Linked DNA regions of Cyprinus carpio: region 1 is linked to region 2. Evidence: chromatin contacts called from public Hi-C data. All regions are on one chromosome and are shown on one strand. The core of a region is the stretch at or near the end of the contact, and the rest is flanking DNA. Distances in the headings are between cores, read along the strand shown. Region 1 holds the start of LOC109082837 (glutamic acid-rich protein-like). Region 2 overlaps ahr2 (aryl hydrocarbon receptor 2).

The links. A called contact is a pair of places that touch in the nucleus more often than the background predicts.
Region 1: a contact with region 2 is called in a Hi-C map of red blood cells, with 5 times the contacts expected there. The contact joins the promoter of LOC109082837 here to the enhancer-like site in region 2. A contact is called at or near these places in 2 of 8 Hi-C or Micro-C datasets (liver and red blood cells).

The regions. Positions count from the first base shown.
Region 1 is chrB22:20,245,668-20,248,367 of ASM1834038v1, reverse strand. It overlaps LOC109082837 (glutamic acid-rich protein-like), which reads left to right and starts at 1,318. Exons shown (of 5, transcript XM_042748616.1): 1 at 1,318-1,533.
Region 2 is chrB22:20,006,420-20,009,282 of ASM1834038v1, reverse strand. All of the region lies in intron 2 of ahr2 (aryl hydrocarbon receptor 2), which reads left to right. All of the region lies in intron 1 of LOC109082837 (glutamic acid-rich protein-like), which reads left to right. Among protein-coding and RNA genes, the nearest start is that of LOC109046910, 31 kb to the left of the region's middle. Within about 2 kb of position 1,477, at least 1 of the 8 cell types and tissues checked has an H3K27ac peak or open chromatin away from gene starts, as enhancers often do.

The DNA.
Region 1 (2,700 bases), core at 69-2,568, 240 kb before region 2:
GTATATGGTTGTGCAAGCTTTGGAGGTGTTGATGGAAGCGATTTACTGGATTTATGCTTTGATAATCATACTGAATGTTATCCAGATGTAGTTTTTGATAAAAATGTGATTTTCTCACCTTCTTGCTCAAAATTATACATTTTTATGAAACCTACCTATATTCAAGTGTTGATAAAAAAAGAATGCTTTAAGCTAGAATAAAACTGAAAACTTTTTTTTTCTTAAGTAGAGGCTTTGATCTTTACTTTGGTGTATTGCATATTCAAATATTCATACAGCAAAATAAAACTTATTACGACGTATTTTTTGCACTAAACTGTGTATAAAAGTCAGCTTTCACACTTCAGGGATGTTTTGGAAATTATCTGTGAATTAATGATTATAAATTTGAAATTAGGAGATTCTTGAGATCCTGTGTCTTGCATTTGTTTCATGCAAGGACATTTTCGGTTTCTCACCATTTTCTAAAGCAATTTGCATGTCTTCCGTTTTACAGTATATCTTCCTAAGAGTCAGTGTTGAAATTCTGTTTTGCCACAGTGCAGATAAAAATTGATTTTTGTATTGCTTTTTGTGTGAAATGGCAAATTTAACTTTGTACAGTCAAGTGTTTTGACAGCAACAGAGGGATTGTAAAAGAAGGACACTTAATGAAAACTTGGATCTAAAGGCTCAGGCTGTCAGAAAGTGTGAATATCTGTATTATGAGTCCAGGGTTTTGAAGAATATAACCTTACTTAGATGATTTTGGAGATGGTAATGAAAGCAGATCGGTTTTAAATGGTCATTGCTGTTAAATTGTCATGCTTAAAAGTTTTTTAAAAGTTAAAATACTACCTCCTGTCCAGTTGCATGTGCCAAGACAAGCTATCCAGAGGTAGCAACCCATTTTACTTATGCAATCTCATTTTTTTTCTTGGAAGGTTATTCAATTAGAAAAAAAGAAGAAGAAGAATTTAATCCATTAGGAGTTGGCTGGATAATAAAAAGTAGGTGTTACCTACCAGAATAGATGCAGATGGTTACAGATGGGGATGTTAGCCAAAAAAAAAAAAAAAAAACAACAACAACGTTGTTTCTTTTGTTTAAACCCTACATTTTGTTTCCTTTTTCATGCAAATCAAGACCAGAAATGCATTTGAAAAGTAAATGGGGTTATTTTGATTTCATGTTACTTGCAGAAACAATATCAAGGCCCTAACATCTGCATGCTGACTTCACCAGTTCCTCCACAGCCAACTTCCTCCAAACACATGTGTTTATGGGTGTGGGTCTTTCTCTCTGGAGCCCCTCTTCATATCTGCTCCAGGGAGCAACTGCAGCTTGTTTGAATTCAAAGGGTGGGGCTACACATTCAGTTAGCAAACATGAGAAAACATTTCGAATGTGAAAAACGCTAGAGTGACTGAGCCATCCAGATAGACAGACATGACCCTGTAGCCACACGTCAAACTCAAGATAACTACCACAGAGTACCAGTCAGTGGACGTCATCTGGCCAAACCAAGCGAGACAACCTGCTGCCGCTGGCTTGGTAAGTTTCAGCTCTGTCATTCACTCACTTTATTGGGTTTTTGCTGTCGTGAGACCCTTGCGTAGCTTCGTGAGGACACGCTGCCCTTTCGCTGGGACAGAAGGTGAGGACATTAGATCCATGCTCCAAGGCAGCACCTGCATTGTAACTAATAGCCGGTCTCATTCTGTCAGAGGCGACGCTTTTGAATATGACAAATAAGACTCATCACAGGCGCCTGGTCCTCTGTGTCATTTCTGGCTTTTCCTGGGAAAATTTTGAAATAATCCACAATACCTTAATTAGCTGCCTAGCACACGCATTTCTTCTCAATGTGACTTTATGCTAATGTTAAGAAGTTTACTGAAGCTGAAGTTAACTTGCTGTTCGCTGCCTACGTAGGCAGATGATTCATAAGTGACTGATTTGGAACGCTCTACATGCAGCAAACCTGCCACTCATTCCAACAGAGTTTGGCATTAGCATGCTGCTAAGCGAACAACTTGATATTCTTAGCTTAAAAATTACACAGCATTTTTAAATATAAGTCCATTAAATTAGAAATTGGGTTTTAATTATTAATTATTTTTTAAATTAAAATTAGACCAGAGGTTTTAATGATAAGAATTTTTGTCTTTTTTTTTAATTGGCTTGTTACAAAACAAGCACAAAACGTACACACTTCTGCACACTAAAACTGAGTAAAACGGTTAATTTTTAAAATGATTTATTGATTATTTTCACACATTAGAAGCATGTAATTAGCATTTCTCTCGACTCATCCGCCAATGTGGATTTATTGCAACAAATTCTCACAGTTGATTTCAGTAGAGTTTGATTTTAGGTTGTTGCTGAGCTAACAAGCAAAAATGTGCATAAATAGTAGACCTTGACTTTTATTGCTATTTTAATTTTTTTTTCTTCTTCTTTTTTTTCTGATTAAATTAGTGAATTTCTAGTGGAGTTCCTTGTTTTTTTTTGTTTTTTTTTTTAACATAACTTGTCACAATAGAAGCAGAATAAGGACATTGCACACAAATATAGAGTTTTTCTTATATATATAAACTAGATTTGTAATGAATATTTTACAGTACTGAACAAATTAAAATGTTTTGTCACAACTTGTTGCAATAGAAGCACAAGATGTACATTATATTGTAAAAGTTTATTGTAAAAAAATTACAATTG
Region 2 (2,863 bases), core at 228-2,727:
TGTTTCCCTTTTTTTTCGTCCATACAGTACAATGAAAGTCTTTGGGGTCTTAGTATGTTGTTTTGAAACCATATTTACTTTCATTTTATTGACAAGATAAGGTGAAACATTCTTTAAAATATCTTCTTTTTGACTTCCATTGCATTGCAAGAAACAGTTTTTAAAAACATATTTTGTGTTTAAAAGAAGAAAGAGAGTCATACAGATGAGTAAACAGTGACTGAATGTTATTTTTTTGCGTCAATAATCCCATTCAAGGTGAGTTTTAATTGAGCAAATAGCTTAATTTATTCATTTGAGCACAACCACATTCGAAAATGGACCTGAACTCTGAAGTCAATATAGTGTTATTAGCTGTAATTCAACTATCTACAAACTAGATCATTATTTAAATGCTCACATGACGGCCCCGCTTCCAATTATGATGGAAGGCAGTTTGCACTCTGACAAAGCTCCTTAGTATAGGCATGTTTACTGTGCTGTGCCTTTGAGGGGGGTATTTCTGGCACAGGAGCTTGGTACATCGATTCTGCGCTTTGATGTGTGCTGAAAGATATTTGGGCCAGCACCAGTGCAGAGCGTCCCTCCTTCACAGACCAGAGTTTCAGCTTGTGCGTCACTTTAAATACCCACAAATGTTGTCTTGAGGAAGGTATGAGGAAAGTAGACACTCGATAATGATGCTGATGTGTCTCCTCTCAAGTCAGATAAAGTTTGTAATAGTGACTCAAGTATAGTGACAGATATACATATATATATATATATATATATATATATATATATATATATATATATATATATATATATATATATATATATATAATATATATATATATATATATATATATAATACATATATATATATATATATATATATATATATATATATATATATATGAGCCTTCTGGGTCGCAGTGGCTGGCGCAGTGTGATGCATTGAATCCGTGCCATTGGAGCCAATTTTAGTTCTGTTCTTTTTTTCTGCAACTCGGGTTTTTGATCCAAACCAGATGTGGTTGAGCTTCAGCTGAGGTTATCGGGTGGAAAACAACCGCTGTTGGCTGAATTCGCCCTTTCCTTTCTGATCTCAGAGCTGTTTTCATGTTTCCATGCAAAAGGAGTTTGGTAACAAGACGGCCACAATTGAGGTAAAACACTACCATCAAAAGTTTGGACAAGCTTGACTGAACTTTTAAATTTTTTAATATATATATTTATTTATTACATTTGCAGGAATGCACCATGGGATAGTACATTTTTTCTCAAGCTAGATTGCCAAATGCCTTCAGATTGTTCTTTCTCTGTGTCCTCAGTAAACCTATCGAGCAATGAAGCGCATGCAGATGAAAAAAAAAAAAGCTGTTGTGCAACCGTGACTGCATACATTTTGAAACTGTCTTTCCAGTGGTTTAGTTTTCAGGACGAGTGCCAAACTTAAAAGGAAAGAGAGAGAGAAGAAAAATCTGTAGTATATAAGCAAAGAGAGAGCGAAATACACTGAGAAATGTGCATTTAAAGAATACGACAGTGAGAACAATGAGACGAGTCTTCGGATGGTCCTCTGTGTATTCCAGGCAGCATGAGAAACCCTGTTGCATGTTGGGACCTGCAAGAGGAAAACAGTCATGATGTCATGTGATTGGCCCGAAACAGTTGTACACTAGAGGAGAGAAGAAAGAATGAGAGATTTCAGATGTTCCCTCTGTAGTGATGTCTTCAGTTTAAAAAAAAAATTCCTTTGCCAACCTCAGTGACCACAGTAAATGTTGGGAGGTCCACATGATCAGAACTCCAATCACTGGGTCAGATGTAATTCAGGAAGAATGTTGAAGCTCTGTTTCCCGCAATAGTGCTTTCCAAACAAATAATCATGGACAATAGACCAATAGAACAAAGCAACCATCTTGTAATTGCAAACATCGTGGAGCTGAAAACAATTAAAAGGTTTCGGTAGGAAGTTACGGTTAGTTGGTCTGTTAGTACTGCTAGTGTAGCTATGTTGTGCGGCTGGGATTTAAAAGATTATTTGACCATCACGACAGACACACAAAGACCTCTGTGACCTTGCTTTTTTTTTTTGCCTCAATGTGTTTTTCATTTTGTTAAACTATTTAAATCAGGACTCAAGAATATATTTAATTGCACTGAAGATGTTATAATTGGCCTAATGGCAAAATTGAATAATGTTTGCTTTGTTTTAGACAAAAAATAAAAATGTATATTTATGTTCAAGAAAAATTTACAGATGTTATTATTATTAATATTTGTTTTATTTTGTCTTGCATTTCACAAAAAATATATATATTTTGCTGATTTTTTTACTTTAATTTAAATAATTTAATTTAAATAATTAGTTTTGAGAGTTTTTTAGGGCAAATTTACACATTTATTTATTTATTGTACATTTGTTTTGTACATAAATATCAATGTTTTTCAAAAAATATTCTACTATATATGTTATTATTGTATTTGAATAGCTTTTATATGGGGTTTTAATTTGCAATAATATGTGTGAATTTTATAGATATGATGTTACTTCTTACAGCACATTTGACAGGCAAATTAAAACCGAACCATTCCAAATAAATGATTTTATAGATTTATATTGAAAATATACATTTAAACGTATTTTGTAATGTGGCAAAGAGAAAACATAAATGTATTTACAAGATAATAGTAATATAGAGAAATTTAATTGACATTAGCATAAATTCTGCATGATTAAAGGCACAATATGTAATTTTTCGCTGCTAGAGGACATATTCAAAACAAACAAAGAAGTTTGATGGCACCGTGACTTGAGTGTGGATTCTTAGGAGTTGTGGTCTTCATCCCCACAGTCGATGCAATCTGACAGGACTCG